2 separate regions of the Sus scrofa genome follow, and region 1 is linked to region 2. Evidence: chromatin contacts called from public Hi-C data. All regions are on one chromosome and are shown on one strand. The core of a region is the stretch at or near the end of the contact, and the rest is flanking DNA. Distances in the headings are between cores, read along the strand shown. Region 1 holds the start of OSGIN2 (oxidative stress-induced growth inhibitor 2). Region 2 holds the start of NBN (nibrin).

What was found. Hi-C and Micro-C count contacts between places; a contact is called where the count stands out from the background.
Region 1: a contact with region 2 is called in a Hi-C map of skeletal muscle, with 4 times the contacts expected there. The contact joins the promoter of OSGIN2 here to the promoter of NBN in region 2. A contact is called at or near these places in 3 of 5 promoter capture datasets (fetal liver, liver and skeletal muscle), 12 of 47 Hi-C or Micro-C datasets (alveolar macrophages, blood, fetal skeletal muscle and 7 more) and 2 of 2 datasets of contacts at active chromatin or transcription factors (alveolar macrophages and skeletal muscle).

Annotation. Positions count from the first base shown.
Region 1 is chr4:46,910,912-46,916,758 of Sscrofa11.1, reverse strand. It overlaps OSGIN2 (oxidative stress-induced growth inhibitor 2), which reads left to right and starts at 3,818. Exons shown (of 6, transcript XM_005662982.3): 1 at 3,818-3,973.
Region 2 is chr4:46,783,346-46,788,923 of Sscrofa11.1, reverse strand. It overlaps NBN (nibrin), which reads right to left and starts at 1,260. Exons shown (of 15, transcript XM_021089137.1): 1 at 1,093-1,260. The coding sequence starts at 1,129.

The sequences.
Region 1 (5,847 bases), core at 2,569-5,068, 130 kb before region 2:
AATGTATAATGCAGATGCACAATGCATACTAAAGGGGAGGGTATAGTGGCTCAAACAGCAGAGAAAATCTTATGAAGTTTTTCTTTTCCTACCTTAAAATAATTTTGTTTTATCAGCAGCTTCATTGAGGGGGTAATATTGAGTAGATTCTAAGGCAGTGAGGGACTCAGCCATGTGGATATGGTGGAAATGGTGTTTCAGGCAGAAGGAGTAGACACTGAAAAATTCTAAGGAGGGGAGTTTGTCTCATATTGAGGCAGAATATTAACTCAGGTAGTTAGTGTAGGAGCATGGTCTCCAATACATTCCTTTGATATGGATATTGATTAACTTTTGTGGCTTAAGGGCTCCAGGGAGTAACACCTCCATAGGACTTGTTTTATTTTAGGAAATGCGCATTCCCCACAGGCTTTGTCTTCTGTAGGAAATGCGAATCTCTAGCCCACTCCTCAACTGATAAAAAAGGAATGAGAGGAGTAGTGACTTAATCTAAGGAAAGAAAAGGACAAAAAACCATAAAACTTTTGTGATGTTTCCAACCCTAAAACCCCTGTTGGACAAGGACTGATATAAGTAATTGAGCAAGGCCAATTGGAGAAAACCACATCTTTCTGGACCCCACGTTTGTACCCCCCCCCAATCTTTAAGGAATAAAAACCCCTAAAGGACAATAGAGAAAGGGGCGGGGGCTCTTCTACCCACTCCTAGCCTGTCCTGGGAGCTATTTGCTTCTCTTGAATAAAGACTTTGCTTGCTTGTTGCCTGTGTGTTCTCAGAGTTCATTCTTTGACTGCCATTAACAAGAACGTGGATTCCGGCACCATCTATCCAGCATCAGTATGTTTAGAGAACAGCATGGGTGTGCTGAGGGTAAACACTGAGATTAGAATGTTTTGACCATTGAATTAACCTTATAAAAGTGAAATAAAAGCTACACATTTTCTGTTTATAACTATGTACTTTAAGATCAAAGAAGTGAGTGTTTTTCTTCCTCAGACTTTACATTAGCGATATCAGGATGAAAAATGGTTTGAAGCTCTAGTTTTTCAATTCAATCAATTGTGCAGAAATTGCTTATTTACATGTTAATGGATTAAATCATGTGCCTGAGGTCCCTTTACCAGATTCTTTTAAATTTAATTGCTAGTAGTGAGTGTGGGAAGGGAGAGGGTTGTGCCTGGGCATTGAGGTTTTTAAATGTTCCCAGGTGATTCTAATATGCATGGTTGAGAAGCACTACTCTGGTATCTGCATAAGTGAAAAAGATAAGGCTTTTCTCATTCCTGCGCCCAAGTAGTCTGCTCACTTCTGCTCACTTTAGTGTCTTATCACTACAAACTCCAAAACCACAAATTCCCTCCAAAGAAATCCTGGGACCTCTCAAGCCTCACCAATGGAGGAAGAAATACATCTCCCATGTGACAGATGCCCTCATGTATCTGGAGGTAGAAGAATACCTTTTCACCAAAAACAGCATTTGGGGCTGAGAAGCCCTGTTAAAGAAACCTTGTTACTTACTTACCTCAAGCCCAAATTCTGTTTAGATTCTTCAATACATGGGCACCCCAAACCTAAGTTCCTTGTCTTGTCAATTTCTTACAAATTTATGATTTCTTTGCCTAAAAAGTATAAAAGCTGGTTCTTTTAGTCTCTTCTTAGGACCCATTTGTATGAGACCTCCATGCGATGGATTAAGTTTTTCTTTTTATCTGAGAGAATGGATATGTGTATATATGTATGACTGGAACACTTTGCTGTAGAGCAGAAATCATCACAATCTTGTAAATTAACTACACTTCAGTGAAAGAAATTTTTCTGGAGTGTCCATTGTGATTCAGCAGGTTAAGAACCTGGCTAGCATCCACGAGTATGTGCGTTTGATCCCTGGCCTCGCTCGGCGTGTTAAAGGATCTGGCATTGCCACAAGCTGCAGTATAGCTTTGTTTGTTTTTGTTTTTGTCTTTTTAGGGCCACGACTACGGCATATGGAGGTTCCCAGGCTAGGGCCTGAATCTGAGCTGTGGCTGTCAGCCTACACCACAGTCACAGCAATGCCAGATCCAAGCCACTTCTGTGACCTACACCACAGCTCATGGCAATGCCAGATCCTTAACCCACTGAGCAAGGCCAGGGATTGAACCTGCAACCTCATGGTTCCTAGTCAGATTCGTTAACCACTGCGCCACGATGGGAACTCCTATGATATTATTATTGATAATAATGAAAACTAATATTTATTTTGTGATTAAAATGAGCCAGGCACTACGATAAGTGCTTTATAAGTATTTTCTTAATTCTTACAATCAATGAAGTAATTATTATTAGCTCATTTTACAGATGAGGAATCAAAGCCCAGAGATGCTGAGTAACTTGTCCAAGATCACGCTGCTAGCAAAGATTCCAAAACAGACATTTTAATTACTACAATTTAATGTATAAAATACTGTACATTATACACCAGTAAGGAGGGTTGTTCAGTAAGGATTCTACAACTAGGTAACATTGGAAGCCCAGAAGTTACCATGGACTGGAATGGTTGCCAGTGTGAGATAAGCTCTACACTAAATGTGCTGCTCAGGGCACTGAAAGGAAGAGTAAGGGTCCATTACACAGACAGGGGAGTTTTAGACCACATACTAATTTACCATCCCATCAGAAGTATCTGAGTCTGTTGCTCTGCAATATCATGAAACCTGGGGTTTATTTTTAAATAGAATTTCAATTTCAAAAAAACAAATACAAAAAAACTCTGCTATAAGAAAAATACTTATGTAGTTTTTGTGGCTTGGTTTAATCACTAATTACTATCAAGTTTAAGCCACGACTGCAAGTTTCCAAGGCTTAAATACAAGCCAGATTAAATCTAAAATCTGACATACCCACTTTATTATTTGAAAATCTGGAAATACTGCAAAAAAAAAAAAAAAGCCATAAAGGAAAAGCTATACGAAGTACTCATAAATCTTCTTATATTTTAATATTTCAGTTCTGGATTGGCATAGCTTTTACGAGTTTAGTTTCTTTAAATTTAAAAGGATGTTATTTTATTTTATTTTTTGTCTTTTCAGGGTTGCACTCTTGGCATAGGGACGTTCCCAGGCTAGGGGTCCAATCAGAGCTGTAGCTGCCAGCCTACACCACAGGGACGCAAGAACTGAGCAGCCTGTGACCTAAACCACAGCTCACAGCAACACTGGATCCTTAACCTACTGAGCAAGGTCAGGGATGAAACCCGCGTCCTCATGTATGTTAGTCCGGTTTGTTAACTGCTGAGGAACGATGGGAACTCCAGATGTTATGAATATTAACAAAAAATTAACTTATGCCTTACTTTCTGAAACAAAGTAAAATGAACATTGGAGTAAAATGAATATACACACGTATTTTCTTACAGCGTAAAACCCTGGAAGCAGGCTGAGTCCTACAATTTTATTTTAAGCCCCACAGACTTAAAGTCTGTTAAGTCCAGGTTTGTTCCATGGTAACATTCAGGAAAAACTGAGAACTTAGAAATTTTAAGAAGAGAAACCTAAGTAAGATTTAATTGCAAAAATATCTAGATCTTTTTTGTAAGGAGGAATAGAAAGATATCTCTGTATATGCAGTCAATCACTTCTAGGTTTTCCCCGCCTTCATTTCTTGAAAACACCGAACAGGGAAACTCTTCATTCCATACATTTCTAACTTTCCTTGCATTACAATCACCTGGAGGAATTTTTTAAAAACACATTCCTGCCTTCCCCCGCCCTCGGTGAATTCTGGGCGGGGCTAGCACCCGGTTTTTTTAATCAGGGATGCCACTTAAGAGGGACCTTAGTCGGTAAACCAGGCTTCCCCTATCAGAACCTCTGGGGTGGGGCGCACTCGTGGTTTACTGGGTTCCCCCATTCGATTGTGACGCAGGCTCAAGAGTGAAAAGCGCGGGGGAACTCCGGGCGTCTGCGCTCCGGCCAGCACGAGCAAAGCCGCTAAAGTGAGTTTCTTGGGGCGGGTATCTCGGTCTTTCCCGGGCGTCTTCGGCGAAAGGCCCGAACGAAAGGACTACGGAGACTCTGGCTTGCGCGCTCGGGTTGGCAGACGCAGTGCAGCAGACAAGGTTTTTCCCCTGCACCGTCCAGCTACTACGATTAGGAGCTCTTCCTCTTCCCCTTGTCACCTAGCCCCCAGCATCCTCCCAGCCTAGCTAACCACCCACGCCACCAGTTCGGGAACACGGAATAGGGTCCGAAGAGCTCAGGCCGAAGCCGCCCATCACCGCAAACGCCGCGGTCGGGTGGGCGGGCGGATCTCGGCCCCCGCGGGCCTCTCAGCAGCCGCTTGGTCAGGCCAGGCCCCTAGCAGGCCGCGGCTCCACCAATCCCAGGCCTCGCCCGCCGCCGCCTCCGCACCTGCGAGGAGGAGCCCGCGCGCCTCCGCCACAGCCGTCGCAGCGTCCCCGCCCCGCCCAGTTCCGCCCCCATCGCGGCACCCTGAGATCTTCACCGCTGGTGTCTCGCTGCCCGCAGGCGAGGAGCGGAAGCCTCTCTGTTGAGGCGTATTTTGGCGCCCCGGGGCCCGGCCGGCTGCCGAATCGCAGCTTCCGGGCAGCCGCGGCCACGGCCTGGCGCGGGGCGCGGGAACCCCGCGGACTCCGCGACCGGGCGGCGCCCCGGACGGGTCACCCCTCCGAGATAAGAGGCAGTGGCTGTGGTGGTCGCGCTCCGGCGCCCCGTGCGCCGCGCTCCATGCCCGTGTGGTGTTGCCGCTGCTCTCTGGCCGGTCATTTCAGGTGACTTCTCCGCCGGGGAACGAAGGGGAGCAGGCGGAGGGTGGAGTGTTGCGAGGTCCGGCGGCAGGGCCTGGGCCGAAATGGGCAGAGGCCGCGCGTGTCTGGAGTCGGAGATGGGTCGAGGGTGGAAGGCGAGCGTCTGGACCGCAGAAGCCCCCTGCCTCGTCCGCTGCTTCCTCCCTATTCCTGCCTAGTCGAGGTTTCCCTCACTCCGGGGCAGTCGCTTCTGTTAACATCTCCCTTTTACTGAACCGCGCCAGTCATGGGACTGCGGGACCGGCTAGGCCTGGGTCGAGTCGGTTACTGCGACTGAGACTTCTAAGTACTGCAAAGTTTGTGTGTAGTGTTGTGAAGGTCCCTCTAGACCCCCGCACACATCTTAAACATTTTTTTTTCCTTAAAAAAAAAAGTCTGATAAGTTACTGGTTTGAAGGGAAGGCAGGGAACCATGTTTAAAATGTGATGGTCTAATTACAAATAGGTTCTGACTTAAAGTGTTAGTCATTGTAAATAATATATGTTGTAGAAATTTGAGAAATATGGTGCGTCTAGACTAACATTATGGGGAATGTTTTAGGATATACATTTTGAAATAAAAGTGGATGTACTAGATCCAGCACAGTTGGCCAGCACTACCATTCAGTTATGGAGAGAAATTCGACAAAAACTTAAAACGGGTTTTAACCCTGTGGTGAAGAAACGTTAAGCTTAGTGAAGACTTTAGTAAAGTGCCTTGCTTTCTATAAATGAATGCTAGAATAGTGATATACAAAATTTCTTTTGTGAAATATGAAATTCTGATCAAGATTTCTTAAATCGCGGTGCAAATGTAGACTTTAGATGACCCCTGAACTTGGATGTAAAGAAAGGGACCAGGAATTTTCACTCAACTTTTACCAAAATCTGTTTTCTTCAGTTGTGAATATAAGCAGTAAACCACAGTAGTATTTGTGACTGTCATCAATAGAAATCACAAGTATTTTCATATTATTGTTGACAGGTACCTAGAAATACTGTTTGCTTATTTCTTCAAGATTATAGTAATTATTTTACATCATTGAACTTGGTTTTCCGCACCA
Region 2 (5,578 bases), core at 11-2,510:
CTGGCACTAGTGGCATTTTACTTCTACTACCACCCTAAAGGACACAAGGAGACAGTCACAGGCTACAACTGTTCCTGGAAACTGTTCCTACTTGTCTACCACAGTTTATGTTCTATCTCTGCAATGCTCCAAGTCCACAGCAATGCCTTGATCTTTATAATATTTTTATTTTGAGTCTTTATAATATTTTTAAGTCTATAAATACTATGAGATATTATTAGAGTATTTTTCCATTTGTTTGGTCCTCTCCACACTTCCTGACATTGTCAGTCAATTGAGTCTGCACATAGATTTTTTTTTTTTTGTCTTTTTGCTATTTCTTGGGAGATTTTTTTTTTTTCAACCATAACGTACACTTTCTGAAGGCAAGACCAATCATAGGCTAACCCTGTTTATCTATGAACTAATAAGTGCTTACACAGAGTAGGCAAGCAATTAACATGAGATTACCATTTTCCATTCTTAGAAATAAAAAAAAAGAAAAACAATTTTTTTCAGTTGTTCTGATGACAAAATGGAAAAAGGCTCTGAAACAAAACCGAAAGTACGCTTTCCCGTGGTTGCCATTTACCCAAGTCATCTTCGTGGCTATTTACAAAAACAATGTGTTCAAAACGGAGTCATCAGTTGCCACTGTGTTTTCTAGCTTGGGTTAACTTATTCTGGGTATTTCTTCAAAAGCCTAAAACACTGGGAGTCACAACAGGTACCCCTGCTAAGGATTAATCCTGCAGACCATCTAAGCCAGGATCAGAGCAGCTGGTCCCGTCAGTGGCTTTGGTCCTAACCGTGGAGTACCCCGGCGGCCGACCCGGCGGTCCCTGGCCGCCCAGCGCCGCACACCTACTCCCCTGCCCAATTTAAAGCCTGTTTCGCAAGCACTGCGCTGCCGAGGAAAACAGCGCGATCCCCACACAACAAATGCGCCGTTTTTCCGCATCAGCCCTCCGGCCTCCCAGGGCGAGAACGAAGAACAGCCCAGAAGGCGGCGAAAGAGGCGAGAACGGACCGGAAACATCGCTCTGCAAACCCTCTGCCTACTGCAGCTGCTCCAGGGAAATCCGTCCCTAGACATTTCCCTTCCGCCCTTACCTCGGGCCGAGGCCGCGGCAGGAATCAGCTTCCACATGGTCCTGGATCCTCAGGGTTGGATCCGACATGCAGCAGCGTGACCGCAGCGACCGACGTGCGTGGCCGTAGCGCCCGCAGTCGGCGCGGACTCTGAGACGTGCGCGCTCCCGGGAGCCGGGCGGGCCTAAAAAGAGGAGGGAAAGGGGAATCAGACTTGGACGCCTGGTCGCCACCTGGTGGTTAGGAAAGAAACAGCTCAACCTGTATTAAACTGGATATCTTGCATGTATGTGCATAACTGATGCACTTTGCTGTACACCTAAAACTAACACAAAACTGTAAGTCAACTACACTCCAATGAAATTTTAAACATAATTAAATAGTATTTACTTTATCTCTGAATGAAAAAAATTAAAGCTGTTCGATGAACACTACAAAGTAAACACCCTAGAGTATACTTCTGATTAGATAATTTCTGGTTCTCAGAAGCATTGTCTAATGGAGTTTCCTGGTGGCTCAGTGGGTTAAGGATATGGCGTTGTCTCTGCTGTGGCTTGGGTCTCTGCTGTGGTGCAAGTTCCATACCTGACCTGGGAACTTCCACTTGGCCATGGGTGCAGAAAAATAAAAGCTAGATTTCCATTCTCTGTTATGAACATAAATATGAAAACCCTATACACAAAATTAGTGAATTGAGTTAGGTGGTATATAAAAAGGACAATCATGGCTAAGTGGGGCTTATTTCAGAAATATAAAGGAGGATGTTAACTGGAGGGAAAATAAATGTAATTCATCAGAATAACAGAAAAAGTGGGGAAAATCATGATCATGGTAGTTGTAGTAAAATCATTTGATAAAATTCAGCATCCATCCATTTATTCTCAGCAAAATAGGAATAAAGGGAACATCCTTGATCTGATAAAGAGCACCTACAAAAAAACCCTGCTGATTTCATTATATTTAAGGTAAATTATTTAATCTTTTCCCCAGCACTAGGAATGAAATAAGAACACTTTTGCTCTTACTGCTTATTTTCAACATGGTTTTAGATGTTCTAATCAATGCAATCAAGGGGAAAAGGATTGGAAAGGAAGAAATACCGGTCATTATTCACAATGACATGATAATGTACACTGAAAATCTAAAAGAATTGAAAAGTGAATTTAATAAGGTCACTGAATACCATGTCTAAAATATTCAATTGTGTACCTTTATTCCAGAAAATAAGTAGAAAATGATATTTAAATAATTATAATAGTACCAACAGTCATCAAATACTTTGTTAGAAATCTATCAAAGATGTGATACAGAACATTATTGACTACAAAATATTACTGACACAAATTAAAATAAATCCTAAATAAATGCAGGACAACATGCCATGTTCATGGACTGTTAAGATGTCATTTCTCCCAAAATTGATCTATAGATCCAATGCAACTACAATAAAGTCTCAGAAGATACTCTGAGTGGAAATTGTCAAGAAGTTTCTAAAATCTATATGGAAATGCAAAGGCTGAGAATAGCCAAGGAAATTTTGAAGAATAAATCTGGAGTACTTATAACCACCAAATATCAAGATGTATTATTATAAAGTTAGTTATTGTCAGTGTTCTATTGGCACAAGGATAGGAAATAGGCAAATGTGTCAAAATAGACCTTAAAAAGTTCTACACATGTAATGTGATTTTTCAAAAGTGATATTTCAGAGCAATGGAAGAAAGTTTTTCTTTTTTTCAATAAATGGTCCTGGGGATATTAGTTAACACTACAGAGGAAATAAAGACTGACCCCATATCTCACACACATACGAACTTTCAAATATACAAAACAGTATCATTACCTATAGTTATTGTGTTGTATGTTACATTATAGCTGGAAATTGTACACTTTTTAAAATTTACTATCTTGCCTATGCAATTTCAGAGGCTCCCCTGTGGCCTTTTCTACTTTGATAGCTCTTACCCCTTAGGCCAAAGAACTGGACTGATATGGGTGCTGTACTAACTACCAAATATGTCCATTCCAATCATACATTTGGGAACTGGGGCAGTAATCACTAGGTAGGTACCTGTGCTCAGTAGACCTATTTATGCCCCACATGGAAAAAAATTCCATTTATTATCTGACTCCTGTATAACTGTGGGCCATGATAATACTTTGGTTCCTAGATAACAGCAATGATTATATCCAAGAATCCTCAAAATATTTAAGCATTCCTTTTTCCTCAGTGTATGATTTCCCAGGGAAACGGCAATTGGTCCTTTTAGGGAAGGACTGAGGGTAAAGTGAGCATGTGTGGGGAAATTACTACCATATATTCTCACCGTAGTGTTGCAGAGTCCTACCTTGCAATTCTTCCTCTTCTTCAGTAAATGGGTTCTAGTAAAGTAGCTGAAATCAGGAAACTGGGTAAGAGACTGTGACTTTTTATTGAGTCTGCTGCTTTCAGCCTTATGCCACTCATCCTTGATTTCTTCTCATTTTATAGTTTGAGCATGCCCTTGTTGGCTAGCTTCTATCTTTTCTCCTAGGCATGCCATATTCTATTAATCATTTTCAGAGGTGGGGATCTCTGACTGCCACGCCTATCTTGCCACTCATTTGGATAGTTTTTCTCTTCTGATGGTTAAATGCTGCCACCTTGCCTCTGTTGTTTCAGATATAATTTCTGTGAACCCAGCCTTGCTGCTATCTGTGAACACAGTTCTGTAACAATATCTTTTATCATCATCCATGAAGTACAAGGAGAGCCATTGCTGAGCTTCTCAGTGATGTTGGTGCCCCTCTCACCAGAGAATTCCTAGTCACTTCGATAAATGGAGAATCTGAATTGGAACTTTGTTACCTGGGGAGTTTTCTCTTCCCTGCTTTGCAAAATCTCTCCTAGGTCAGGATCATCTCATATGACTGCCCATCCTCTATACTCCCTTCTATTGTTTCTAATTGCAGGTATATCCATGTCACTTGACCATATTCATTGAGGACATTGCCATCCATATGAGAGTTTTCTTTTCACCCCAACTACTACCATCATTCTCAAGTAATTGTAAGACATAGCTGGAAGATGTAGTCTATCAACTAGGGTCACATTTATTTGACTTTCAACTCCTGTGGTTTTTTGTTTTTTTTTTTGTTTTTTTTGTTTTTTTGCCTTTTCTAGGGCCACTCCCACGGCGTATGGAGGTTCCCAGACTAGGGGTCGAATCGGAGCTGTAGCTGCTGGCCTACACCACAGCCATAGCAACGCAGGATCCTAGCCGCATCTGCAACCTACACCACAGCTCATGGCAATGCCGGATCCTTAACCCACTAAGTGAGGCCAACCTCATTGTTCGAAGTCGGGTTCATTAACCACTGAGCCATGACGGAACTCCTGGTTTTCATTTTGCCTCACACACACTACATCTTTAATGGTCACAATTATCTCTCTCTCTCTAGCTTTTTTTTTTTTTTTTCTATTTTGGGGCTGTACCCACTGCATATGGAGTTTCCCAGGGGTCCAGTTGGAGCCACAGCCACAGCAATGTGGGATCCAAGCTGCATTTGCGACATATACCACAGCTCACCGCAATGCTGGATCCTTAACCCACCGACTGAGGCCAGGGATCGAACCCACAACCCCGTGGTTCCTAGTCGGGTTTGTTAACCGCTGAGCCATGAAGGGAACTCCTCACAGTTATCTCTTTATACCACCAGAATCTTCTGTATCTTTAATATCCTACTTTCTGACTGGAACTGCCTGGCATTCTCCTTTCCTATATGCTCACCCCCATTATACCTGCTGTTAAGCTTTGTCCAGGTCTCTTGAGCCCTCCATTTTACCCAGGTTATCAGTTTCCTATCCTCCATCTTATCCAGAATAGACCTTAGGAGATTTAACTTGAACTACTTTTACTCTTAGCTCATCTCTCAGCACTGAAAATAGCTCACTGAACAGCTTTTACTCTCAGAGCTCTCCTCTCACTTTCAGCTCTATAATCTCACTTATCTATAAACCCTAAAAATCCTCAATCATGAGCCAATCATACAGCAACCTCCTATACTAAGGCTTCTGGATAAGCCTATCTTTGAAAATATAAAAGGAATGTAAATTCATAAACTATAATATCAGTTAAACTACAGAGCACTATTCATCAGTCCCATTTCCTGTATTGCTGGTTTTTTTGTTTTTTGTTTTTTCCCTTAAATCCATTCTCTATAAACCTAAAGAGCTATTCCACACTTTTGCGTCTCCTCAAATCTGGTCATCTCTAGCCTCCTTCTAAGAATATATTGTCATATCTTATGAAGGAGGTTGATATAAAAACTTCCTTGCAATTTTTGATCTTATTCTGCCTCTATCTACATCATAAAACAAGCTTCTTGTCTTTTAAAATCTATACCTACACCTCAATCTTGCCTTCTTATCTCATTTCAGGATGTGATTTACCCTTCTTTCGGATCAATTTCTCCATTTGTGCTTAACTTAAGCCTATCTCCTCTCATTTCTACAAAGGTTTTGCTT